Regions from separate parts of the Mus musculus genome. Here region 1 is linked to region 2. The links are chromatin contacts, called in public HiChIP or PLAC-seq maps. All regions are on one chromosome and are shown on one strand. Each heading gives the region's core, a stretch centred on a gene start, on an enhancer-like site or on the middle of the called end of the contact. The rest is flanking DNA. Distances are from core to core; before and after follow the strand shown.

Region 1 (4,874 bases), core at 2,117-4,616, 250 kb before region 2:
GTTACACCCCAACCTTTGTACTTGAGACAGTCTGTTAGTAAATTTTCCAAGCTCTCCCTGAACTTGCCTACAACCCAAAAGGTCTTGAACTTGCTGTCATCCTCCTGCATCAATTTCCCAGATAGCTAGCTAGGGTTACAGGCCTGTGCCTAGGCCTGGTTCACATGTGATCTGAATGGCATACCAACGTTTCTGCGGTGCCGGTGCCTGCAGTCAGCCCTTGCTCCTTCAAGTCTCTAGAGTTTCACTGTGGTTTAAACCTCTTCTACTTTCCTCATGGTTAAGACTGTCTCTTGGGCATGTAGAATGTCCCTTCAGTTGCTGCCTCACAGCGTCACCTACTTCCCATCTGACATCTCAGCTGTTCTCACTGATTTGTCTCCTGGTTGTAGATTTTATTTCCTTATATCTCTGCATCCTTGGCAGCTCTGGTGGGATGCCAGGCACGTTGGAGCTTCACTAGGGTGGGACCTGAAGGCCTCAGACTTGGTCTCATCTGGCCATTCCACAGTGTAGCTGCCTTCCCAGAATTCTTCATGGCCCCCTATGGCCCATTTTCCCCCCACATCTAGCCTGTGGGATGCTCCCAGGTAGAATTTGGAAGAATTAGGATTCCTACAGAGATTTGGGGTGAATTGGTAGGGTCCACCTTTGCCTGGAGCTCCTGTAGGTCCTCCACCTTGTCCTTCCTGAACTCCCTCATCACTTTGATACCAGCACCCCACTACAGCTGCTGTGCAGGCTGTAGTTACAACCTAGTGTGAAGTTCCTGGTGTAGTGAGCCCCTGAACCTTGTGCCTTCACAAAGTCCATACCACCTCAGGAAACATGATAGAAGGGGGTCTAGAGCCTTCTCTAGAGCCTTCACCATATCCTCTGCCACAGATCCTATAACATGACATTCCTTGGGTCTTAGAAGTGCACTGGAATGGAAATAGCCCCAGAGAGCAGAGTTGCAGAGGGAGAGTTGAGGTCAAGACAGGGTAGCCCAGCCATGCCACTGCTTGGGGGACAGTTCTAGATAGGATGGTTTCCCACAGGCCCCACAGTATACTTCCTCCTCCTAGTGCTCCTGACTCTGCATTTCTGTTCACAGGTTGATGTCAGTGGAAGAAGAACTGAAGAAGGATCATGCAGAGATGCAAGCAGCTGTAGATTCCAAACAGAAGATCATCGATGCCCAGGTTGGGGCTCTGGCTACAGTGTTACAGAGTTTGGGGTAGTTCGAGTGTAACTAGCTTCTCTGGTATCCTTGGTTACACCTCAGTGTAAAAACCATGGACCAGGAACCAAGGTCTCTGGGCTCTGAGGATGCTAACCAGGGACTTATGGAAGTGGAGTAGGCAGGACTAGGAAGGTGAAAGAAGGCTAGGCAGAAGGGCTCTGGTCCCCAAGCCCCTTCACTCACAGCTGTGTCCCTTTCTCTGAATGCCCCAAGAATTGGCAGGTTTGGTTAGAGTGTAAGCTACATAGCCTAGGAAGGAGCTCTGGGTGTGTGACAGTGTGAGAGGAAAGGCTCTGCCTTCGAGCTCAGGTGCTATAGCTCCGCTTTAGCTTTGTATAGGTAGGAGGCAAATTATAAGGCCCCAGTCTGTGATAGCACAGAACCTGCCCAGCTACTCCACAGCTTGGGCCTAACACACTTCTCTGGCCTGTCGTGGTGCTCTCTGCTGGCTACTGCTGGCTAGAGCCCACCTCAAGCATCACTAATGCCCTCTTTGCCCACAGGAAAAGCGCATTGCCTCGCTGGATGCTGCCAATGCCCGCCTCATGAGTGCCCTCACACAGCTGAAAGAGAGGTACAGCATGCAAGCCCGTAACGGCGTCTCCCCCACCAACCCCACCAAATTGCAGATTACTGAGAACGGCGAGTTCAGAAACAGCAGCAATTGTTAACCTGCCTGAGGAGAGGGGGACTGTGGTGGCCCGGGACAGGGTCTCCGTCAGGAGACTCCCACAGTTGCAGGCTAGCCTGCAGTGGAGGGGGCGTAAGACTGATGGAGCGTGAGACTGAGGGCACAGTGGCCCCCCTTCTCTTTGCCCACCTGAACAGTGGGTGTGGGTAGAGGCAGCGGAGACTGCACTGGGGAGTGGGGCCAGTCTGCAGGGAGGCCTGCCGAATGTGTCTCTGGTTGTTGAGTTTGGTATGTGGCACCTTCTCTCTGAGCAGCCAGGTGCATGTACCCCTCCTTACCCTTTCCCATGGAGGAAGCTACCTGCAAAGGGCTCAAGGAAGGTTTAGGGGCCACTGCTGTGGGTTTCCCATGGCCCCCAGGACCTGATGGAGTAGTTGACAGGCAGAGTGGCCCCTGTTCATCTCTGCCCTGAGCCCCTGCCACTGCATGCAGCTGGTCAGGGACCCTTCCAGGGGGTGAGGAACTGAAGAACAGAACCTCGGTCCTATGCCCATCCCAGACGTGACACCCTCCACCCTCCTTCCCTTCCTTCCTTGCATTGCCAAACAGACAGCACTGCACTTTCTCTGCTGGGCCCTCATACCCGTGGGAGGAGCCATAGCTTCCCACACTTCACATGCGGGCCTGGCTCATGCTCTTGGAACTCCAGAAGCCAGAGAGCTGGGCAGAGGTGGCCAGGTTGCACCATGCGTTGTAGCTGCCTTCTCCAGGGTCCCAGTGTGGCCTGCACAGTGGCCCTGTGGGGAGAGGCCAGCCAGTGCTCACCCTGCAAAGGTGATCTCTCTTCTCTGATAGTTTAAGAAAGAATTCTAAAGCCTGCCGGCCCTGAGAAGGTGGATAACTGTGATTTTTTTTCCTTTCACAGTATGCATTAGAAACAAAAGCCCGCTTGCTCGCTTGCTGGAACACAGGGGCCTTTTAAATTGAGCGAGCGCACTGCATGGGAAATAGCGGCCCTGGAGGATGTTAGACTTGCTCCCTCTCCAAGACAGCAGCAGCCTGCACCAGGCCCCGTGTGCAGTCGCCTCTCCTCACCCTCCCAGCCCCAGCCAAGGACCCAGGCACTGCAGGCAGGGAGGGGCATCCCCCACAGCTGGGGCTGGTTTTCCCCAGCTCTAGGCTGTTCTGTAGCATATCTGTCCCTCCCCCCCCCCCCTTTGTGGGACAGAGAAGGGCAGGAGCTTGGGTCTTTCTTGGGTCCCCATCTGTTCCCACACTCTAGATTCCAAGCCCTGGTTCTGAGTCACCTAGGGCAGGAGCTAGGCTTTGCCCAGGCAGCAGAATGGGGCTAGGCAAGCTGCACTTAATGCTCCTAGAGTCCTCACTAGAAAGCGTGGACATCCTGAGGTGTGGCCTAGCTAGGCTGCGCCCTGTCCTCAGTCCACGATGGACAGGCAAGGGTAAAAGAACCCAGTTAGGCTGCAGACCAATGCTGGGAGAGGGCGTGGCTATCAAGGGTCAGAGACCTCAGGAAGGAAGGAGGTGGGGCTGAGGGCCTGCCACTGCCTCTTCCTGCCCCACTCCTGTCCACACCCCTGCTCCCATGCATTTCAGCAGGGGTGGCCTCTTGGGCAGGGCCTGGCCTGGCCTGGCCTGGCCTGGGTCTTGCCCTTCCACTGCCCAGGGAGCCCTGTTTTCCTCCTCACCCACACTCTCGCCCATGCCTCGTAAAGTGACCTCTGTCTGAGCGCCTCCTAGCAATATGGGGAGGTCCCCAGGCCTGGACAGGAGAGCGCAGGGCCAGATGCAATGGCCCCCTCTGGTGGGGTTGTTAGCTCTCAGGCCGAGAGCCTTATTTACCTAGTGCAAAAACTGTAAAAGTGTACAGACTCTCCACAGATTTTTATCTTAATTGCAAGTCTGCAATATTTTTTTTGTAAATTTTTTTTTTGTAAATGTTCTTGGTGTTTGACTGTAATGGAACTATTTCACCCAAGGGATGTACATAGTCCTTTAGTCCTGGTGCTGCGAGGGCTGGCCAGGACACTGCTCTCACGGTTGATATTAGAGCCTGGAGAACGGTGCTGGGCAGGACAAAGAGCTTTGCAGTCTAGGTGTCTGTCTGTCTGTTTCCTGCCCGGGGCATTGATTCGTTGGCTTTCAAGCATGCTGTTTGGGTGGAAGGTTGATGGGGGCAAATGCCCCAGTGGGGCCAGTAAAGCATCCTCCTGCCCACAGCAACGGCTTGGGGCGTCTGAGCTCTGCTTACAGCAAGGGCTGGAGTTGCCAGAGGCCCTGCTCTGGGAAGACCCTGGCCACTGACACCCAAGATCTGATGGAGAGAGCGGCCCCACCCTTGCCAACACAGACACCTGACCTTTTTGTTCAACTTGTGTGTTAGGGTGAAGGAAACTGCCAAACTTCCTCTGAGTGAAGACCTCTGACTGCCCAGGAGTAGGGGTGGGGACCAGGGCCAGAGCTCAACGTGTACCCCAGCACCTGCCCGAGGGACACTCCTCCCTCATACTCATAGGTCTGGGAGCCAGACTGTCCAGGGAACCAGCCCCTCTTTTCTATATACTCGGCCACAAGGCTACCCGATCCCCCACTGTGCCCAGCTCCCCCTTTTGTAAGTATGTGAAAAGGAAAAATGCAAAGGTTGGATCGGCCGGAGCCCTTCCCTCCAGTCGAGACTTTTAACCCTGTAATAATGTACAGAGAAGTTGTTGGTGTTCGAAGACTCCGTGTGGCTGTGCAATTTCTGTACATTTGCAATTAGAAATATTAAAGATTTATTTAGCTATTTTAAGCCTGACTTGCCTTTCTTCATCTGTGTCCTGGCTTGTTTTCCTACAGGTAACTGGATCTTGACCTAATACTGTTGTTCTAGTCATGACCCCTACCTGGGTGACCTGGGACTGCCCCTCCTCTCTGTGGAAAGCCCTGTGCTTGGGAGTGGAGCAGCTGACCTCTTAAAGGCCCTCCCGACCTGCACAGGCTGGGAGCCCCAGTGATTCC
Region 2 (5,175 bases), core at 2,637-5,136:
GTGGGTGGTTAGGTTTAAATACTTGTCTGGTATAGAGAAGGAGCTGCATAAGGGTTCATTATTTCCACCATCACTGTGGGTTCTAGATATATGAGGAACTAAAAAGAAGCCAAGAGGAGAAGGGAACTCGAGCACCCAGTAGCTGGGCACATTTCTGGATTCAAGGACTTGCCCACGGCCCCTGGGAAGTGAACCACGGTGGGAAGGTTCTTCCTACACACCTGCAGAGAGTGGGAGCACTCATACCAATTGTCAGTCATGGCCTTCCTTCCTTTATGTTTTCGTTTTTAGAAACAAGGTCTTGCTAAGAATAAGTAGCCCAGCCCAGCCTTGAGCTTATAATCCTCCTGCCTTGGCTTCTCAAGTCCTGGGATCAGAGGCACGTGCCACCACTCCTAGTCATGACCTTATTCTTTTCTAGGCTTCCCACTCACCACCAAAGGCATCCAGCAGGAACTCCCGCACTCTTGAGGAGCCCAGCTAAACATTCAAGGCAGCCTGATGAGCAGTCACCTCCATTGGCCCTAAGTTAGAAAGAATCTTGTCCAACACCACTCCCAAAAGGGATGTAAGGGATGGGAGACAGCCTACAAAGGTTGTTCATTTGTGCTTTGTTAGTACTAAGTTCATCTGTTACTCCCCATACATTTGTTTTGTCTTAGATGCTAAGACTACAACAATCAAGGATAAAGTCAGAAGGATCGGAAGTTTTCTGGAGAATGGTGCTTTCAAACAAACCCTAGTGCATCTGATGACATATGTGTTTTGCTTCAAATGTCCTACTGTACATTTGCTGGGTATCTCTTGACAGGGACACCAGCAACACCAGTCATACTACCCTGTCTTTAGGAAGGGTGGCATTATGTCACAGTGAAGGCTTTTTGTTGGGAGTCAATTATGTTCAAATACACTAGAATGAGCATCTTTACCTATATGCCAACATGTTTTACAAGTGATAGAAAGACAGCCTAAAATGGGAGGGGCAGTCAAGGTAGGGTCCTAGGAACTACCTATCCTTCTGGGCTCACTGGTGCAAGAATTTAACATTGTTATTTTGTGGTTAGGGCAGTAGGCTGGGAGCCTGAATTTGCTAAACCTCATTGTTCAGCTGAGCAAACAGGTCTGAAGAAGTCCACTCACCTGTCCACAATAGTAGAGCTGATAGGTTGAAGACCCTTGGGTTTCTGCAACGGCCTACAAGGTTTCCTTTCAAGAATGGGCCCAAGTCCTGTGACACGATCTGACCCCGGCTCACTTATACCGCCTTATCTCTCACCATGCTACACCCCTCTCTGTGATCCAGCCAGCCAGCTCTACTGCAAAGCACTGCATGCATTCTGCTTGGCCCACACCACTCCCTCTACCAGGGACCCAAAGTCCACACCACTAAATAACTTTGGTCAACACTCAAGACTCATTTGGGCTTCACTTCCCTGAGGAAGATGTACTAGAGTTGACCGCCTCTGTCTCCCACAGCATATAGAGACACTCATCACATAATATGTTCATGCATTCAACAAATATTTATTGAGCAACTTCCAGATGCCAGACAACTTTGAGTACAGCAGTAACAAAACAAAATGCCTGCCCTCGAAGAGCTTACATTCTGGTGAGAAAAACAGTCAATAAACAAATACAACACGATGTCAGGTAGAGGTTCATGCTATGAAGCAAACAGCCAGGGCTAGAGATGGCTGCGAACATTGCCTGGGAAACCTCTCTCAGGACCTTGATCAGCAGTCCCAAGAGGTGACAGAGAAAGCCATGCACATAGCTAGCTGGGAAAGGAGCATTTAAAGCAGCAGCAGCAGCAGCAGCAGCAGCAACAGCAGCAGCAGCAGCAGCAATGGGCCTGCAGATACCAGGACTACTTACTGGATTTCATTCCCTACTGAACTAGGAACGCTTGAAGACAAGAGTACATTTAAAGTGTGATTCTCTAGGCCCAGCATAGAACTTGGTATCACCATAGAGGATATCTACAAATTAAGAGAATGAACCTGTGCTGGATTGGGTGAGCAAGATAAAGGCTGCTTCCTGTCTCTTCTCAGGGCTGAGCTGAGAACACAGGCACTTGCTAGCCAGCTTGAGTTCTTAGCTACTTTCTATCCCTGGACTCTCTTCAGTAGGTCAGCAGCATTGACAAGTCTACGTGTACCTTCCTGGCCCGCCTATCTTTGGGTGGCTCTGACAAGTCCAAGTTTACCTTCCTGGCCTGCCTATCTTTGGGCTGGACATGGGACTTTATCTACAGTTTAGACACTGTAGAACCGAGTCTCACCAATCTTCATCCAGTTTCCAAGGTGTGAAAATCAAGACTGAGAGGGCTCTGACACCTGGGATTGCCAGACCCCACCTCCACCACCCCACCTGATTCTTGGTTTCTCTCCAAACCAAACTCTTCCACTGGGACATCAACATTCTGACCATAGTGGACCTGTGGCCATCTCTCCCCAGTCTCCAACTTCATTAAACCACTTGTACCACACTTAGCACAAAGTTCAGAGCCTGAGCCCTCATGCTCTCTGCGCACGGAATCTTTAGTGGACCAATGGTTTCTATGCTGTAAATAAAGTCAGCTGGCTTTATTTACTCAGCCAATGAAAATAGAAACCTCTCGGATTCGTTGGTGCTTTTGTCCCACCCCGTCCCTTAAAAGGTCTGAAATGAATTCAAGGGTGATTCATCTGCTCACACATGCTTTCACCCCCACTTACTGTCACCTGCTACATCCCCCAATCAGTGTCTGCGGTGGTGGTGATGGTGGTGGTGGTAAAAGATCGTGATGAAAGTAGGTTGTCATTTGCTGAAACCTTGTGCAAGCACTAGGCACTATGCTCCAAACCGGAACGAACCGGCTTCCCTTTACCGAGGTAAACGGGACCAAAAGAAGAAAAGTAGCTTGCTCAAGGTCGCACAGCTAAGTTGAAGAGTGTAGTGAGGCGCTGGCGAGCACAAACCTGGCCCAAGAGTGGCACTCTAAGCATGAAAGTTTACTAAACTTTAAATATCACTGAAATGCAGAAAGTGAAAGGTGGCCCCTGGCCCCGGGGCCAACAGAGGAGAAGACAGGACGGATAAACCAGGATCTACAGCTTGACGAGGCCAGGGCTGCAGACATAAGAAAAGCTGTAGGGGAGCAGAGCAGAGACGGGCTGACCTGACCTGGGAAGTGGCTCCGGGGGCCAGGCCTCGGGACGACCCCCCTGTGCCCACGCGCCGGGCCGGCGGGCCTCACCTCCTTCCACCTGAGCTGGCGAAGACTGATCTTGAGCGCGTCCAGGGAGGTGCGGGCCTTGGAGCTGTCCACGGTGACCGGCCGCATCGAGCCTGCGCTCCGCCGGTAGACCCGGCTCCGGCTCCGGCCCCGTGCCTTCACGAGCTGGCTCAGGGCCCGCGCCGCCGGCCTCGGCTGGGCCAGGGGCAGCGCTGGTGGCAGCCGCCGGACGACGCGGGCCTCTCCTTCCTCGGGCGCGTGGCGTCGCGTCGGGGTCGGGATCCGGCCCACGTCCTTGGGCTGCTCCTCCAGCTCCAGGCGCTCTGGATCCCCGGCCGCGCCAGCGTCCACGCCCTGCTGCTTCTCAGTCTCCGCCGGTAGCGACTCGGTCGCCGCTGCTGTCGCCGCCGCCGCCGCCGCCGCGTCCGCCTCCCACTCAGCCTCCGGCTTCTTCTCCGGGCTGCTGCGCCGCATGACGCTCAGGGCCGGTGCCGGCGCCACAGCCACCGCCGCCGCCGCTGCTCCGCCGTCCCGGCCCGCGACCAAACTGCCGCCGCCGTCGCCGCCGCCGCCGCCGCCACGCGCTCCCCGCCCGAGCCCGTTGCCATGATCTCTCAGGCCCCGGTTGACAGGGATAGTCGCCGCCTCGGGACGGGGCCCCGCAAGGGACAATCGCCTGCCGGGCCCGGCGACCTCACAAGCGAGCGCGTCCACGTGACCAGGCCTGTCACAGAGGTGGCGATAGCCATCTTGGAAGAGGGCAGCTTGTCACACATGCAGAGTTTCTGAGCACTCAGGGACTGGCTAGGAATGATTTATAGTGGGGCTGAGGGTAAAAGAGGTTGCGCTCCTGTCTCGCTCCCGAGCTTGGAAAGGGAAGGACTTGGGAAGAGCGGCATCTTCCTCAAACACGAGACTTAGTTTCCCCAGTCCTACTACATTCATCGACTCCTTTTCTGTGAGCCTCAGACTGAGGCTGGAGGCCACCTTTGTCGGTTTTCAGGTCTCTCCCATGAGATGGAGAAGCCCTTCAGATTCCTAGACTTGTAGAGGGCAACACTTTTTATTACAATAAAAACATATAACAAAACGTACTAATTATTTTTAAATTTATTATGTGTGTGGTGTGTATAATTTTGCCTACATGTATGTATGTGTACTATGCATGTTCCTGGTGGAGAAGGAGGCCAGAAGAGAGCATCAGATTCCCTGATGTGACCTGCTGCGTGGTTCCAGGAAATGAATGGCAGATGAGCCTTCATCTCCAGCCCTCATTTAATCTATTTTTAATTCACTCTTCAGTGGCATTCAGTGCATTCATACTGTGGTGCAAACCATCTCTACCATTCATCTTCAGAACTTTTCATATTGAAAGCATACCCATAAACTAACTCCTGGGATTCCCACCCCACAGCCCTGGTCACCACAAGTCTATTTCCCCCTTGAATCTAACTACTGGGGTACCTCTTGTTTTTATCTTATTTGGCTTCACAAGGTTTTTGTTTTTGTTTTTCATCATAGTGGGTGTCAGAATTTTACTCCATCATAAAGCTTACAAATATTCTATGTGTGCGTGCACAATTATTCTTCCATAGACCTTTCTGCGGACTTTTTGGTTATTTTAATCCCTTGACTCTTGTGACTAATAGTGCCATTAACATTCATGTACAAGTATTTCTTTGAGCCCCTCCTTTCAGTTTTTCATGGCTGCCATACTTTGTTGTTGTTAAGATGGTCTCTTTAGCAGGCCTGGCTGTCCTGAAACTCACTATATAGACCACTTGGTATCAAACTCACAAAGTTCTGCCTGCCTCTGCCTCCTGAGTGATGAACTCCTATACCCAACTAAGGTAGGCATAAAAATGTAGAGTTGATCTAGAAGAGGGTCCTCTCCTGCCTGAGGGAGCCACATTTGGGTTAACTTGAAAGTTTCAGAAAATGGGGTTAGAAAGTCGTAA

What was found. HiChIP or PLAC-seq counts read pairs in DNA pulled down with a chosen protein or histone mark.
Region 1: a contact with region 2 is called in an H3K4me3 HiChIP or PLAC-seq map of bone marrow-derived macrophages, with 4 times the contacts expected there. The contact joins the enhancer-like site here to the promoter of Ttll11 in region 2. A contact is called at or near these places in 1 of 39 promoter capture datasets (neural stem cells) and 2 of 115 datasets of contacts at active chromatin or transcription factors (bone marrow-derived macrophages and neural tube).

What each region holds. Positions count from the first base shown.
Region 1 is chr2:35,726,330-35,731,203 of GRCm38.p6, forward strand. It overlaps Dab2ip (disabled 2 interacting protein), which reads left to right. Exons shown (of 16, transcript NM_001114124.2): 15 at 1,097-1,184; 16 at 1,729-4,665. The coding sequence ends at 1,896. Among named protein-coding and RNA genes, the nearest start is that of 9030204H09Rik, 90 kb to the right of the region's middle. Within about 2 kb of position 3,367, at least 122 of the 459 cell types and tissues checked have an H3K27ac peak or open chromatin away from gene starts, as enhancers often do. A contact at or near this core is called in bone marrow-derived macrophages, where this site is marked.
Region 2 is chr2:35,975,934-35,981,108 of GRCm38.p6, forward strand. It overlaps Ttll11 (tubulin tyrosine ligase-like family, member 11), which reads right to left and starts at 3,887. Exons shown (of 10, transcript NM_029774.3): 1 at 3,239-3,887. The coding sequence starts at 3,691.